Regions from separate parts of the Astyanax mexicanus genome. Here regions 2 and 3 are each linked to region 1. The links are chromatin contacts, called in public Hi-C maps. All regions are on one chromosome and are shown on one strand. The core of a region is the stretch at or near the end of the contact, and the rest is flanking DNA. Distances in the headings are between cores, read along the strand shown. Region 1 holds the start of LOC103031649 (mRNA decay activator protein ZFP36L2-B). Region 2 has its middle 25 kb from the start of LOC107197787. Region 3 overlaps thada (THADA armadillo repeat containing).

Region 1 (4,775 bases), core at 1,498-3,997:
GGAACAATGGCTGCACTCAACAAAACGGGGTGTATTCCAAAATGCACACAACACTACACTAAATAGTATATTAAACATAGTGCACCACCATTAGATGTGCATTTATTGACATAGTAAGTTAAGTGTAGAAGTGTGTGATTTGGGATGCAGCCATGGCTTTCTTCAGGATGCATGCTGATATAGTAAGTAAAGTGTAGAAGTGTGTGAATTGGGGCGCAGCCATGGCTTTCTTCAGGATGCATGCTGAGTATGTAAGATTAATTGTTAGGTCTAGCCCTAAAGTTCTAAAAGTTCACTATTTAACATTTTTAATGTTCCTCAAAAAGAAAGAATTTGTAGAACCTTCATTTTAGGTAGTCAAAAAAGATGAGAATCATCTTTGTGTAACATATTATAGCTTTCTTTTGTCGTGCCAAAAAATGAGGGCAGTGTTTTGCAGCCGGGCCACAAAAATCTGAACTCCTCCAAGGCCAGCTCTATTTTCCACTCCTGTATTTTTAACACACTTTCACACATCGGTGTGGTTGCTGTCTTTGTCTTGTACAGTATGTTGTATTTCTTTTTTTTTTTTTCTTTTTTTTTGGATGCACCCTTTAACCCGGTTCCCAGAAAAAAGCCTCCTCGGCTCCTGAGGGCTCTGTTATGCAATCGATGTGTGGAGCAAGGGAGGCTGGTGGCTGGGCTGAATTGTCTGTAGATGGCAGGGTCGCCTTCAGGCCTGCAGTTGTAATGTTCATTACTGTAAAGTGATGTAATGTTTTGGAACGGCCCAGCAGAGCCGACCCCCTTTCCACCCAGCGGCGGGGCGGTGTGTGTGGGGGTAAAACAAAGTCACTGTCAGTGTTTGACACTCTTGAATTTGTGCACAGCGCAGCCACAGGCGTGTGTGTGTGTGTGTGTGTTACTGAGGTCCACTTTGATGCTTTAATGAGAGATGGAGAATGCAGCTAGCAGATGGGAGCCAGACAGAAAGGGTATATAAATATATGCTCAGTACCTGTTTTGAACGTTAGATGGTGCCCAAGACGTACTTTATGTCTTTCTGATTAAAAGAACCCTTTAAGACCCATAGAGGGCGGTATTGGATCGGTTTAGTGACTAAGGGGGTGAGGCATGAGGCATTCCTTCACATGGTCCTCATTTTTGGGCTGCTGCTGAAGCAGTAGTGCTCATTATGAGGAGCACTGCTCAGTGAGTGCAGAGCTCAGATATGACCAGAGGTTTTGAAGGTTTAGAATATATTTCCTGCACTTCTATAGCTAAACCACTCCAGCCTAAAACTAGGTGACGGTCATGTTATATAGGCTGCCAAGTAAAGAAAACTACAGTTAATCATTCTCAGCAGTGGATAGGCTACTTTAGTTTATTACTACAGACTTTGATCGTTTTACAGATATCGAAAGTGCTGGGTGTTGATTAACCACAAAGGAAGCATTCAAAACTGGGTTACTGTAACGTACCACGGCACACTGTTAACTGCCTGTTGCTTTATCTATCTGGATTTATCTATCTGTTTATCTATTTAGCTTTTTATCTGTCTGCGGGCTCTGATAGGGTTTCAGCATTACCCTCAGAAGTGAAGAACCTGTGTACTAAAGCAACCAGAGCACGTTTTAGACATGCAGTCTCCTCCCCCACTAGCACTCCTCAGTGCTTTCAAAACTGCTAGCTAATAGTAATGGTAATAGCTGGCTAATATTTGTTTCCCTCTGCTACAAAGAGAAATTTAAAATATGTACAACAATGACTGTGTCGACATTGTGCAGCAGTACATAACTTCAACTTCATGTGAGCAGATATTTGTTTTATCTGAAACACAATCAAACCAAGTGAAATAAAGCAATAACCACTTACATAAATGAATAAATGATATACAATATGTGGGACAAACAAAATTAGGCCATAAAATGCCATAAATTAGGTCATAAGTACGGCAATAATTATGTTATCAACTTTTCGTAGCTACAATCTACTGACTTGGTCCCAATATAAATATATTTTTTTTTGCTGACTTTGTTATTGCATATTGTTTTACCTAGCAAGGAGACAACATTAGTGTCAGTGAGCTAATATGTCAACTTTTAAAAAATAGTGGTTATGAAAGTGTTTTTGTTTGATATATTCCAGTTTGATTCTGTATTTTTTTCATTATTGATAATATTATTTTGCTCTTTAGAAGTGTGTAATTTCATTTGTTATTGTGTTACTATTATCAGTGGTACGAAATGGTCTTAAAAGAACATTACTATATAATTTATTGTAATTATTTTTAGGACAATGTCATTCATTGGGGTAAATTTCATTTTAAGTGCTGCCAAACTGGTGAAGAGTATTAGGACTTTCCAGTAAAATGACTAAATGGTAAAATTACCTTACACTTTGTTTTAAAGTTTTTTTTTTCAATAACTCTTCTGTGCTTAATTCTTAAATTCTTAATTCTTAAAGCACAGAAAAACACTCTTTTAAAAACTGTGTGCGCAGTGAATATGTATATATGTGAATATGAAGACTGAGCGTGTATAAACTGTAGGAGTTTTGTGGAGTTTGGGTCTCCTCGTGTTGTCCAGCTCCTCTCACTCCTCCACCAGAAAGTTATAGACTGTGGAGTCACAGCGAAGTTAAACTGCTGGGCGGGGCTTTTAAGTAGAGCTGACCAATCAGCGGCGGCGCTCGACTTGGTCCAAAAGTGAGTGGTCGCGCGGCTCCGGCTGCGGTCCCGCCCCCTCGGGCCGCTCTGCTCTCGGTATATGTTGGAGGGGAGCGCGCGGCGGACTGTTCTGACTCGGCAGAGAGAGACGGAGGGAGACGAACAGCAACTCGAAACACAACTAACTCACAGCTCCGCTCTAGTGGCAGACCCGGACATCTGGAATTACTTTTACAAACTCCGTCTCTCGGACTCCTCTCCCAAACTAGCAGTCGTGGCAAACGAAGCCCAGAAGTAAACACCAGCTGCGCTCCGGGATCCTGGTTGGTTCTCCAATGAAAGATCTACTGCAGCTCGTCAGCTCAGAAGCAGCAATGTCGACCTCCATCCTGACCGCCATCTACGACATCGACATGCTCTACAAGGTAGTTGGTTATCTAGCAAAAAAAAGTGACTTTTGTTAGGTGCAGGGGAAGTTTGTACGCAGCAGTTAAGCTTTCATTCTACTTTTCCTGTTGTGTGAAAGTGGCACTTAGCTAGCAGTAGCCTGCTCTGCACAAACTGCCCTGCACAACTTTGTGTTTTTTTTCTGCTTTAACACTCACTTTAACTCCTTTAACTCCAGTATTGAGCTGGTGATACGCTGATTAGTTGGATCATGTGTGTTGGGGCAGAGAAAACACGCAGAAAAAGTGTGCAAGGCAGTGGGTCTCCAGGACCAGGGTTTTGAAAAACTCGACCAGTAGTGCACTAAACTAAACTTCAGCTCAAACTTTTGCTGCAGGCTAAAGCTAGCTAGCATGCACTTTTCCTCCTGTAGTTCGCTAGGCTATCTAGTTAGTTAACTAACTCCTGTCCTGTTAGGAACTTTGTGTTTTCAGCTCCAGCTTTATGTAACTAAGTGAGCTAACTTTCTTCCCTGTTTCTCCACAGCCTGAGAAAAACTTTAACATGAACGCCCTCCACTTCAACAACCTTCTGGACAAGAAGGCGGTGGGCGCCCCTCTGTCCAGCCCGGCCAGCGCCACCAGCTGTCCTATCGCTCCGGGATTTTTCCGCCGCAACTCGGCTGGCAGCACGGATTTGCAGCCGAGCAACGGCAACAAGTACACGTACAAGGACAGCAGCAGCACCACCGCCATGCTGAACAAGGAGAACAGCTGCAGCAGGTACCGCGAGCGCGCCTTCAGCGAGGGCGGGGAGCGCACGCAGGCGCAGCCGCAGCAAGCGCAGCAGAAGGCGGCCTCGCAGATCAACTCCACCCGCTACAAGACGGAGCTCTGCCGGCCCTTCGAGGAAAACGGCGCCTGCAAGTACGGCGAGAAGTGCCAGTTCGCGCACGGTTACCACGAGCTGCGCAGCCTCTCTCGACACCCCAAGTACAAGACGGAGCCGTGCCGCACCTTCCACACCATCGGCTTCTGCCCTTACGGCCCGCGCTGCCACTTCATCCACAACGCGGACGAGCGCCGGCCGGCCCCGGCCAGCCACAGCCACTCGTCCAACGGGGCCGAGCCCAAGTGCTCCAGCGGCGGCTACGTGCCCCGAGATGCGCCCCCTGTCGGCGGTCCGGCTTATCGCGACAGACCCAAGCTCCACCACAGTCTCAGCTTCGCCGGCTTCTCCACGCAGCACGGCCTGGACTCGCCGCTGCTGGACACCAGCCCCACGTCCCGCACGCCCCCGCCCCCTTCCTCCGGCTTCTACGAGGACGCGCTGGCGCCCAGCCCCTTCTCCTTCCCCGCCGGCCAAGACCTGAAAGCGCTGCTGGCCCCTCTAGCTGTGCAGACGGCCGGCGGCTACGCCACCTCGTACTACGGCAGCTTCCAGACCCCGGTGGGTCCCCCCTCGCCCCCTTACAACCTGAGCCACCTGCAGGCGCTGCAGCGCCTCTCGGAGTCGCCGGTCTTCGACTCCCCGCCCAGCCCGCCGGACTCCATCTCCGACCGCGACAGCTTCGCCAGCGGCTCGCTCAGCTCCTCCGGCAGCCTCAGCGGCTCCGAGTCGCCCAGCCTGGACGGCGGGCGGCGTTTGCCAATCTTCAGCAGGCTGTCGATTTCTGATGATTAGAGGTCTGAGCTGATCTGAGATCTGAGATGAGGACGCGTGTGTTTGGATTTTCCTGTTT
Region 2 (4,775 bases), core at 592-3,091, 120 kb after region 1:
CCAGATGTGGCTTGACATCTTCGCATCTGCTCTGTTGGACTGGCATAATAATGGAGCTTAAACAATGATTCAGGCATGATGATATACAATTTACTTCACCGTATATGATGCCATACAGCCTCGCTCTCTAAATACTGCACCTCACAGCAGGAGATGTACTTTCGTGGTTGTGTACATGGGCAGAGAGGCACACACACACACACACACACACACACACACAGCATGGAGCTAATCTTAGCATGTGTGTGACTGTTTGGCAAGACGTGTTTCCTGAAATCCTATACCGGGGAAAAAGGACGATACGCTCAGATTTAAATAAGGATGTGAGGATTTTACACCACTACACACACACACACTTGAACTTTAGGCCTACATAAATATATTGGCATAATACAGCATATTAAATATGGTGACAATTGGCCTGTAAGTTCATAAACATACATAGGAGACAAAATGACATTATAGACACTTCGGTTCTTCTTTGCTTGTATGTGTCAGGGTGCTGCAGGGAGACACGGAGGTGGACGCAATTGAAAGTAATATTTATTGAAATATAACCAATAATAATAAAAAAAAAAACAATCAAATAACCAAACAAAAAAACAAAACTAAAACAACAAGAAAACATGGAAAACACTATAGACTGAGAAAAACAAAAAAACATGCAACCATATAAGAACCAACAACTGAACAGACACACAAGGGCTATTTATACACACGGAAGCAGACAAGAAACACCTAGGAACAGGTAACAAGGAGGCAGAGTTACAGACAATCATGAGGAGAACACACAGGGCCATGTGCAGGGGAGCACATGGGGAAAAAACACACAGGCACAAATATCAACACTTATTTACTGTTTCTTTGCTATTTACTTGCTGTTAATCTAGGTGAAATATTACTATTCATATTGTTTAGTCATTTTTAATGTTCTCTTGCCTTTGTTTTCTTGTGTAAATAGATTGTATATATTGTTTTCCTGACTTTGCAAATTTGCAAATTTCCCAGCTGTGGCATTAATTAAGGATTATCTTATATTTCTTATCTAAAAAAAAACAAAAACAGACAAACAACAATAGCTACTGCTCTTATTGGAGGTAATATTCTACCGCCCTGTTTTTTTTTCTGATTCTCTCACAAAGGAAGCAGTTATTCTCTTATACAAAAATAAACACGTGCACACACCCACACACTCCCCCACCCCCCAGAGGTCAGATGAGTTGTAATACCGATCCACTGGCTGACCTGCATAAGAATCCAGGAACATCAGAAGGGGTGAGGGGCGAGGTGATGAGATGATGGGTGTGTTTGTGTGTGTGCATGCGTGCGTGTGAATGTGTGTGTGTGTGTCCGGGGTGTGGGTATGTGTGGGTGTGTGAGTGATAGACTTTTAGGTCGACCTCGAGGTTCAGATCTACAGCTGCAGACACAGAAACCCAAGCCTAGTCTAGAAACTCCAGTCACCCAATCTCTCTCTCTCTCTCTCTCTCTCTCTCTCTCTCTCATTTTCTCTCTCTCTATTTCTCTCTCTGACAGGCTCTGGCCTGTTTCTATCGTTCTCTCCACTCCTCTCCCCCTCGTACCAGGCCTCTCTCTCTCTCTCTCTCTCTCTCTCTCTCTCTCTCTGTCTCTCTCTCTCGCTGTACTTACAGCTTGTTTGCTTTAACCGTACATTAACTAAACATGCTGTGACCTGCTGCTGGACCCCTCCCCCAACACACACACACACACACACACACACACACCACACACAAACCCACAAAATGACTGACAAGCATCACCTCTCTATCCATGATCTGTTTTCGGATGAAAGAGACCCAACTTGAACTTCCTTCTTCCTTTATGGGGGCTTGGGGGGGCTCTGATTGAAATCAAGAGTGTGTGAGGGGCTGGTGGCATTTCCCCACCTCTAGAAGATCCGATCTACAGGTTTCTGTGGCTCCTTAGCTATAAGTGTGTGTGTGTGTGTGTGTGTGTGTGTGTGTGTGTGTGTCTCCTATCAGAGAGTACTGTCCTGTCTGTCTGTCAGTCTGACTTGCTGTGTGTCTGCACTATCTGCTATTTTAGCACCTGTCCATCTGCCCCCATGGCTATAAACAGAATGTGTGAGGTGATGTGTGTGTGTGTGTGTGTGTGTGAGAGAGAGAGAGAGAGAGAGAGAGAGAGAGAGAGAGAGAGAGAGAGAGAGAGAGAGAGAGAAGAGAGAGAGAGAGACTAATGTCTGTGTAAGGTATAATATATATCAGACATCTGCAGTACTGGTGGAGACCAAGGTCAAGGGCACACACACACACACACTTAAGCAGAGGGTTAAAAGGTCAGACTTTCTTCTGCCACAGTAACCAGTGCCAAGACCAGGCGGATGCATCATCAGATAAACTGGCCAAGTTATTTCAGAAAAACACACAGGCCTGTAACTTCAGTGTGTCAGCATGAGTCAGAGAATGAAAGAGAGAGAGAGAGAGAGAGAGAGAGAGAGAGAGAATGAGATTGATGAGAAAGAAGGAGGAGGGAGAGGACGAGCTGCTTACACACAGACTGCAACAGTGCTCTCTAGTGGAGACACACCAGAGAGAAACAGAGCTGTAATAGCCACAGGCTAAACAAGTGAAGATTCATAATTTGTCAATTTAATCATTTTGAAAATTAAATATTACCTTTAATCAAATTAAATGTACAGTGTACAGTACTGTGCAAATGTTTAAGGCACCTGTGGGAATTTCAGTAAAGAATAAGAGTCTTATCTGTGCAGTAAGTGTTTATTAGCTCAGTAAAACACGAGCATTACAAACAGAAAGTTTACAAAAAAGCAAAACATTTTCCTTAAAACATCTGCTAATCTCTGCTCATCTGAGTTTAATAGAGTTATTTCTAGTTCTCTTTATATCATATAGCACCTGGTTTGGTAAATTCAGTGGGGTGCACAGACATTTTGGGGGGCAAGTGCTCAGGGGGGAAAAAGGGCACTTTTTAGCGCAAGTGGAACACTTCATTATGAAAAAAATTACATGCACATGTTTAATGAAATTTGACTTTTATTTGTAACATTCTCTAAACGTGAGTTTTCAATGGAAAAATGTCACACCACCAACTGATAAAATACGTAGTAGTTTGGTGCTGTATGAGACATTTTACTGCACAACAAAATGATTTCACGTTGGGCTTAGAGGGCAAACGGTAGGATTTTACTTGATGTGTATGTTACCTGGCTGGTGGGACACGGGGGAGAAGAAGCCTATCTGTTGCATGTGTGCTGTGCTGAAGACTCGCTGAACTGAACTGCTGCTGCAGCGCATCTAGTGTGCCTTGCGTGCGACCGCGCGGGGTCACGTGACAGAGGAAGAGAGAAGTCGGGTGTGTGCGAGCTGATTTCAGGGCATTCTGTTTTCACTCGTTTTTAATCGCTCAGGTTTTCAAAAGAGCACTTTGGTTGATAAAGGGCAGAGTTGGTGGTGCTTTAGCACCACCTGATGTCTATGTCTGCACGCCTCTGGGTAAATTGGTAAATTTGGTAAATCAAGTGAGCTGCTGACGGAACTGAACATTTACACATGCTGGCTAAGGGCATCCAGGAGAAATCTTGAACTATTACACTTTGTTCTTCAGCTTGGCTCACAGGATATAACATACTTAGTTAAAAATGGGAATTCCTTGTTACGTTTTACTGTATGTATGTTTATTTGCATCTGTTTAAATCATATGTAAAAACACTTATACTGATAGGCTCATATTGATGAACTTCATAATATCTTAAGTCATTAGCATAGCATTAATTATTACAAAACAAAGCCAAAACATATTAAAAAATAACATATTATAAATATAATTAAAGTTTGTCTAGTTTCTGCAGAGAAGTACTGCCAATAGAGTAAGGCTTCATGACACCATGCTTAATGCCAGGTGTGGGTATGAGGGGTATAAAGCCCCCAGCACAGAGCAGTGGAGAACTGTGTTCTCTGGAATGAGTGGTGCACCATCCAAATCTTTTGAGATGACAATGGATTTAAAACTGAGGAGAGATGGAGAGATGATTTTTTTTTTACTCTTTTGGTTTTTAAATATTGATGGTCAGGTCCAAGTATAAGGCCTCATGAAAGCTGATTTCTGCCACACCTGTTGTCAATCAAGAAATCAATTAAATAGTACCTGCCTGACAAAGCTAAGTAAACCGAAAGATACTCAAAAGCTAGACATCATGCCAATATCCAAAGAAATTCAGATAACAAATGAGAAACAAATTAATTAAAATATATCAGTCTGGAAAAGGTTAAAAATCCAATTCTAAAGTTTTGGGACTCCAGCGAACAACAACATCCAAAGAACTGCAGGTCAGCTTTTATGACTCCGCCATAAAAGAAAGACTGGGCGAAAATGCCCTGCATGGCAGAGTGCCAAGACAAAAACCACAGCTGAGTAAAAAGAATGTTAAAGCTCTTCTCAATTTTGCCAGAACTGTTTTTAAGGTGTGTCTAATTACATTCAATGTAAAAGTAACACTGCATTTTAGAAAAAGAACATCATACCTACAGTAAAACATGGTGGTGGTAGTGTGATGGTCTGGGGCTGTTTTGCTGCGTCAGGGCCTGGAAGACTTGCTGTGATAAATGGAACTATGAATTCTGCTGTCTACCAAAAGATCCTGAAGGGGAATTTCTTGACATCTGTTCGTGACCTCAAGCTGAAATGAACTTGGGTTCTGCAGCAGGACAATTTTCCAAAACATACCAGCAAGTTCACCTCTGAATGGCTGAAAAAAAAAAAAAACGAGAAGACTT
Region 3 (4,775 bases), core at 1,380-3,879, 98 kb before region 1:
CCTCCCTCTCTTGCGTGCTCTCTCACGCTCTCTCACACACTCTTTTGCACTCATTCACTCTCTCATTCTAATCTTCTGCAGCCCATTTTTCCCTCTTTTTGTATGGATCTACCAGAAAACTGGATCATTTGTACATTTTTGGAACTTACTCTCTATATATAATAGAGGGAAAAGTTTTGTGGGTTGATTGTACAGGACTGTAAATAATTATATTCTCAACTTATTTTACAATATAGGGACATTGCCTCATATAGGTTTGGCTGATCCATTGTGTTTATTTAGTGAAGAGAGCCCAATTTCATGAATGAGCTTCTGTATAACCTTTTTCTATAGTTTATTTAATTGTGATGTTTTAGACATTCTATATATTTTAGTTCCAATGTTTAATATTTTTATTTAATAAGGTAATATCTGCCTGATATTATATTTCATAATGTTGAGGATTTCTGTTTAAACGTTACATAAAAAGGTTTTATGTTTGATGAGGAAACATTACTGAAAATCTTGTAATAGGAAATAATAAAAATATTTAAGTAAATCTGCAACTGTCAAAATATAATGAACAAAAATCCTAAAAATGGCACTTTTCTAAACTTTATTTCAGAATTAATATTTTCCCGAATACAAATCAAATCTTATGTCCTCCAAAATTTCTGTTTCTTTGGAGTTGTATAGTTATGTTTGTTTTTTTTATTTTATTTGGACTGATTCCTTTTACTGATCTCAAAATCTTAAGTGGATTAGAGCGTGAACAGGCATCTTCTCTAAGAGTCCTGTATGAGTCTTCAAAGCACTCAAAGTTTTCAAAATGCAAATAACCTATTTTGCTGCAGATAAAAAGGGTTTTATATCATCTATACATGTTGCTCGTAAACAGACTAAGGCCTGTTAGGAGGATTAAAGGGTGTAATTGTGTTATTTTGCTGTTAACTGACAATAATAGTGTTTATATAAATTATTTCTGGGACTTTATTTAGACAGGATTATACCAAACCTAATCTTTAATATATATATATATATATATATATATATATATATATATATATATATATATATATATATATATATATATATATATATATATATATAAAAACTATATATATATATATATATATATATATATATATATATAAAAACTATATATATATATATATATATATATATATATATAGTTTTGTTTACTTAACTTCCAGTGGCGAGACCTGCTGAATTAGTAGGAAAACATGGCGACAACCCTGTTCCTTATTAGTGTCACATAATGCACCTTACATATAATCCAGTGCGCGTTATGTATGAAAATCGTCCAGAAAAACAGACGTTTATTGATAGTGCACTTTATAATCCGGTGTGCATTATAGTGTGAAAAATACTGTAATCATTATGAGTGGGTGATATGGCCCTTTTATTTTTGTAATAACCTTGTTTTGAAGGTTTCACAAAACAATGACACCAATTTTAAATATAAAACTGCAACAAGATAAATGTTAATAAATCTTTTATTTCGTATGAATGTCTCTTTTTCATGAGTGATTCAAATGTTTACTGAAAAGAAAATCTCTTAACTTTTTATTTTTAAACAATTGTAACTTGCTCTGATTTAAAGACTCAAATAATAGCGATAATGTAACAAAAATGATCTGTAAATCTGTAAATACAGCAAAATACAAAGAAATGCTCAAAATACCAAATATTATTTAAAGACAGATACTGCTATGATCTAAAAATCTAAAAGTTCAATTATAACAATATTATCCTGTAAGATGTGGAATGGCACTCCCCTACTATTCATATACAGTGTGAAATAGTTTCGCCGCTCTAGCTTCTAAAAAAGCCTCCCAGTAGTCTCTGTGGAATGTTTTGCAAGCATGGTAACACTGCAGGACGCTTCACACAGCCCTGCTTATATCTAGCCCAGATCTCTGAGAGAGTCTGATGGAGGGATTATCTGTACAATACAGCTGTTTATTGCTGAATTATTATGCTGGTGATGTCCGGCAGTTCAGGTCACGCCTATGATGCAGTCTCGCTCTTATGACTACGTTGTGAGGGATTCGTGGAAAAGCGTTTGTTGCTTATTAACAGAAGAAAAATGGCCTGTTTGTGTTGTTCTGGCTGGTCCTTGGGCCGGGCCTGCAGATACTGAAACAGTCTGAGTCATGGGGTTATGACATGAAATGCATGCCAGGATGATCACCAGCAGAAACACTGAAGGAAATGCTTTTCTGGGTCACCTCTGTTTCACCCCTTCAGCTGAACCTTTTTTTTTTCCCTCTTTTTCTCTCTCTCTTTTTCTCTCTTTTTCCTCCTCCCCCCAGGTGAGGAATTCCTCCACTCTCCTCTTCAGCAGCCTGGTCACTCGGATATTCGGAGTAAAGAGAGGAAAAGATGAGCATTCCAAGAAGAACAGGTATGAATGATATCTCCATCCTCAGTTTCCAAACTGCCACCGAATCTCCTCCGTCTTTGTGCCAGAGTTGCTCTATTTACTTACAGTATTATTAAAATGCTTGAACTTTTATTTTGGAGTACCAGGAGTCCACCATCAGGGGGCGCTGCAATCCTCTGCTCACTAGAGCTTCACAGTCATTAATCTTGGCCTGTGCTCTGGCCCACAGACTGTGTGTGTGGCACTGGTCCAACTCCTCAAACACTCTGGATGTTTCCTACAACCCTCAGTTGCCTTTATCTTTGTACTGTTAGTGTTTTTTTTTTCTTTCTCTTGTTCACAGACACACACAAACACACACAGACACACAACATTTTCTAAGGGTCTAATTAGATCAGGCAAAACAAATGAATCAAAATTGAATAATAAATAATTAAACTAAACAATGTAATTTATCATCATTATATATCTTAACAGTTACACAGACATTTTTTAAAAATGCATTACAAAGTAAGGAAAGGGATGAGAGACAAAGAAGGTAATTGACCCTTGATAATTAAGTTTTTTTTTCTTTCTTTTTCTAGCTCTTTCACATTTTCTCTCTTTTTGCCCTAAGGCCAAGGTTAAACAGCTCATGTCATGGACAATCTATTTCCCCTGCTCTTCTTAATGGTGCACTACAATGGAAATCTGTATTTATCTTGACACACTTGAATAATGAGTGCTCAGTTCAGTGCATGGAACTGACATACTGTGAACTTCAGGCACATTGTGTCCTTCAAAAGAAAAAAAAAACACACAAGTATAACATGGCTGTGATCTGTGCCAATTCCAGTACCTCAAAATTAACATAAACCCAGTCAATTAGAGAAAGGCTTTCAGGGCTGAAGTCAATCCTTTTGTTTTTGCATTTTTGTCATACCTTCAGATTATCAAATAAAATTTAAAATCAGACAAATATAACCCGAGTAAATATAAAAAGCAGTTTTTAAATAATTATTTCATTTATTAAGGGGAAAAAACGATCCAAATCAATCTCGCTTTTTGTAAAAAAATTGTTTGCCCACCGTAAATAAACTGTGATTAATCACACTTTTTGTAAAGTTGAGTTAAATCTCATTACTACCCACAACCAGGCCTGATTACTGCCAGACGTGTAGAATCAAGAAATCAATTAAATAGAACCTTTCTGACAACATGAAGCAGCTAAAAGATCTCAAAAAGCAACACATTATACCTGGATGTGAAGAAATTAAAAAAAGTTAGGTTAGAAAAGGTTACACAGTCATATCTAAGGCAGATTACAGTAATATTTACAAATGGAGAAAACTTGGAACACTGGTGAATACTCCTAGGAGTGTCCGGCCGATCAGAATTTTTTTTAAAGGGCATGCACAACCAGAGGTAATGCTTGATTTTTAGTTCTAAAATCCCATCTCTTGACTTTTGACATGTCAGCGTATGTTTACTTCTGTACATAGAAGGGTTGTATCAAATCGTATTGTACACAATAATATAACCAACGTTTTTGAATATCATGAACGATATTATACCCTGAAATATGGTGCCTTATCACCCACTCCTAATTATCACATCAGGGTACTATTTTTTAGCTGTTTTTAGCAAACGTTTTAGAAAAAAAAATCACTAATTTTCTAATTTTCAATTATAAATCTACTAGAGACAGATTATATCTGTCCAGTATCATTCATTTTACTTCAGCCCTGGATATTTGGAGATATTTGGAGTGAATTTCTCATGAAATGCATGCATATCATGACATTCTGGATTATTGACTTCTGTTCTTGATTTTTTTTTTAGTTTTTCATTTTGTTGCAGTAGTGCATTCTTGAAATATTTTTTTTTTGTTTTGTCATATCGCCAAGAGTATCGTTATCACGAAAATATCATGAAATATCGTGATATTATTTTAGGGCCATATCGCCCAGCCCTAGTACATAGCCATAAATCACAAATGGCCTTCACAGGGCAAAAATCGAACAAAATATAGAAAGTCGTCCTATAATACATTCTCTAAAACACACACACATCCCCCCCCCCACACACACACACACACAGGTGTAGTAATGGAGCACTTCAGGTTGTTCCATGTTGTATCAGGGCTTGCTCACTTTCATTTGTTTGACTGCTGAACTTGAAGATGTTCTGACTCTGCTGCTGCTGCTGGTTTGACCCCTGACCCTCCACTCATCTCACTGCTCTACGTCAGCCTTTCAGTTCTTCCCTGAATAAACAGAGCATGCTGGGATGTTACGCTGATCCAGGGCATCCTGAAAGGGGACACAGAGGTCACATAATTCAGGGTGTGAGGTAGCTGAAATGGAAAATAAAGAGCGAGGCTGATTGTTTGCCACGAAACACATAATAA

Evidence for each region. A called contact is a pair of places that touch in the nucleus more often than the background predicts.
Region 2: a Hi-C map of muscle shows a contact between it and region 1, with 14 times the contacts expected there. The contact joins the enhancer-like site here to the promoter of LOC103031649 in region 1. A contact is called at or near these places in 2 of 3 Hi-C or Micro-C datasets (both in muscle).
Region 3: a Hi-C map of muscle shows a contact between it and region 1, with 8 times the contacts expected there. The contact joins the enhancer-like site here to the promoter of LOC103031649 in region 1. A contact is called at or near these places in 2 of 3 Hi-C or Micro-C datasets (both in muscle).

What each region holds. Positions count from the first base shown.
Region 1 is chr7:20,755,913-20,760,687 of AstMex3_surface, reverse strand. LOC103031649 (mRNA decay activator protein ZFP36L2-B) reads left to right here and starts at 2,747. Exons shown (of 2, transcript XM_007255794.4): 1 at 2,747-3,072; 2 at 3,581-4,775. The coding sequence starts at 2,983. The coding sequence ends at 4,717.
Region 2 is chr7:20,639,662-20,644,436 of AstMex3_surface, reverse strand. No RefSeq gene overlaps it. Among protein-coding and RNA genes, the nearest start is that of LOC107197787, 25 kb to the left of the region's middle. Within about 2 kb of position 1,841, the one cell type or tissue checked has an H3K27ac peak away from gene starts, as active enhancers do.
Region 3 is chr7:20,853,710-20,858,484 of AstMex3_surface, reverse strand. thada (THADA armadillo repeat containing) reads left to right here. Exons shown (of 38, transcript XM_049481770.1): 26 at 2,316-2,407. Among protein-coding and RNA genes, the nearest start is that of thada, 53 kb to the left of the region's middle. Within about 2 kb of position 2,629, the one cell type or tissue checked has an H3K27ac peak away from gene starts, as active enhancers do.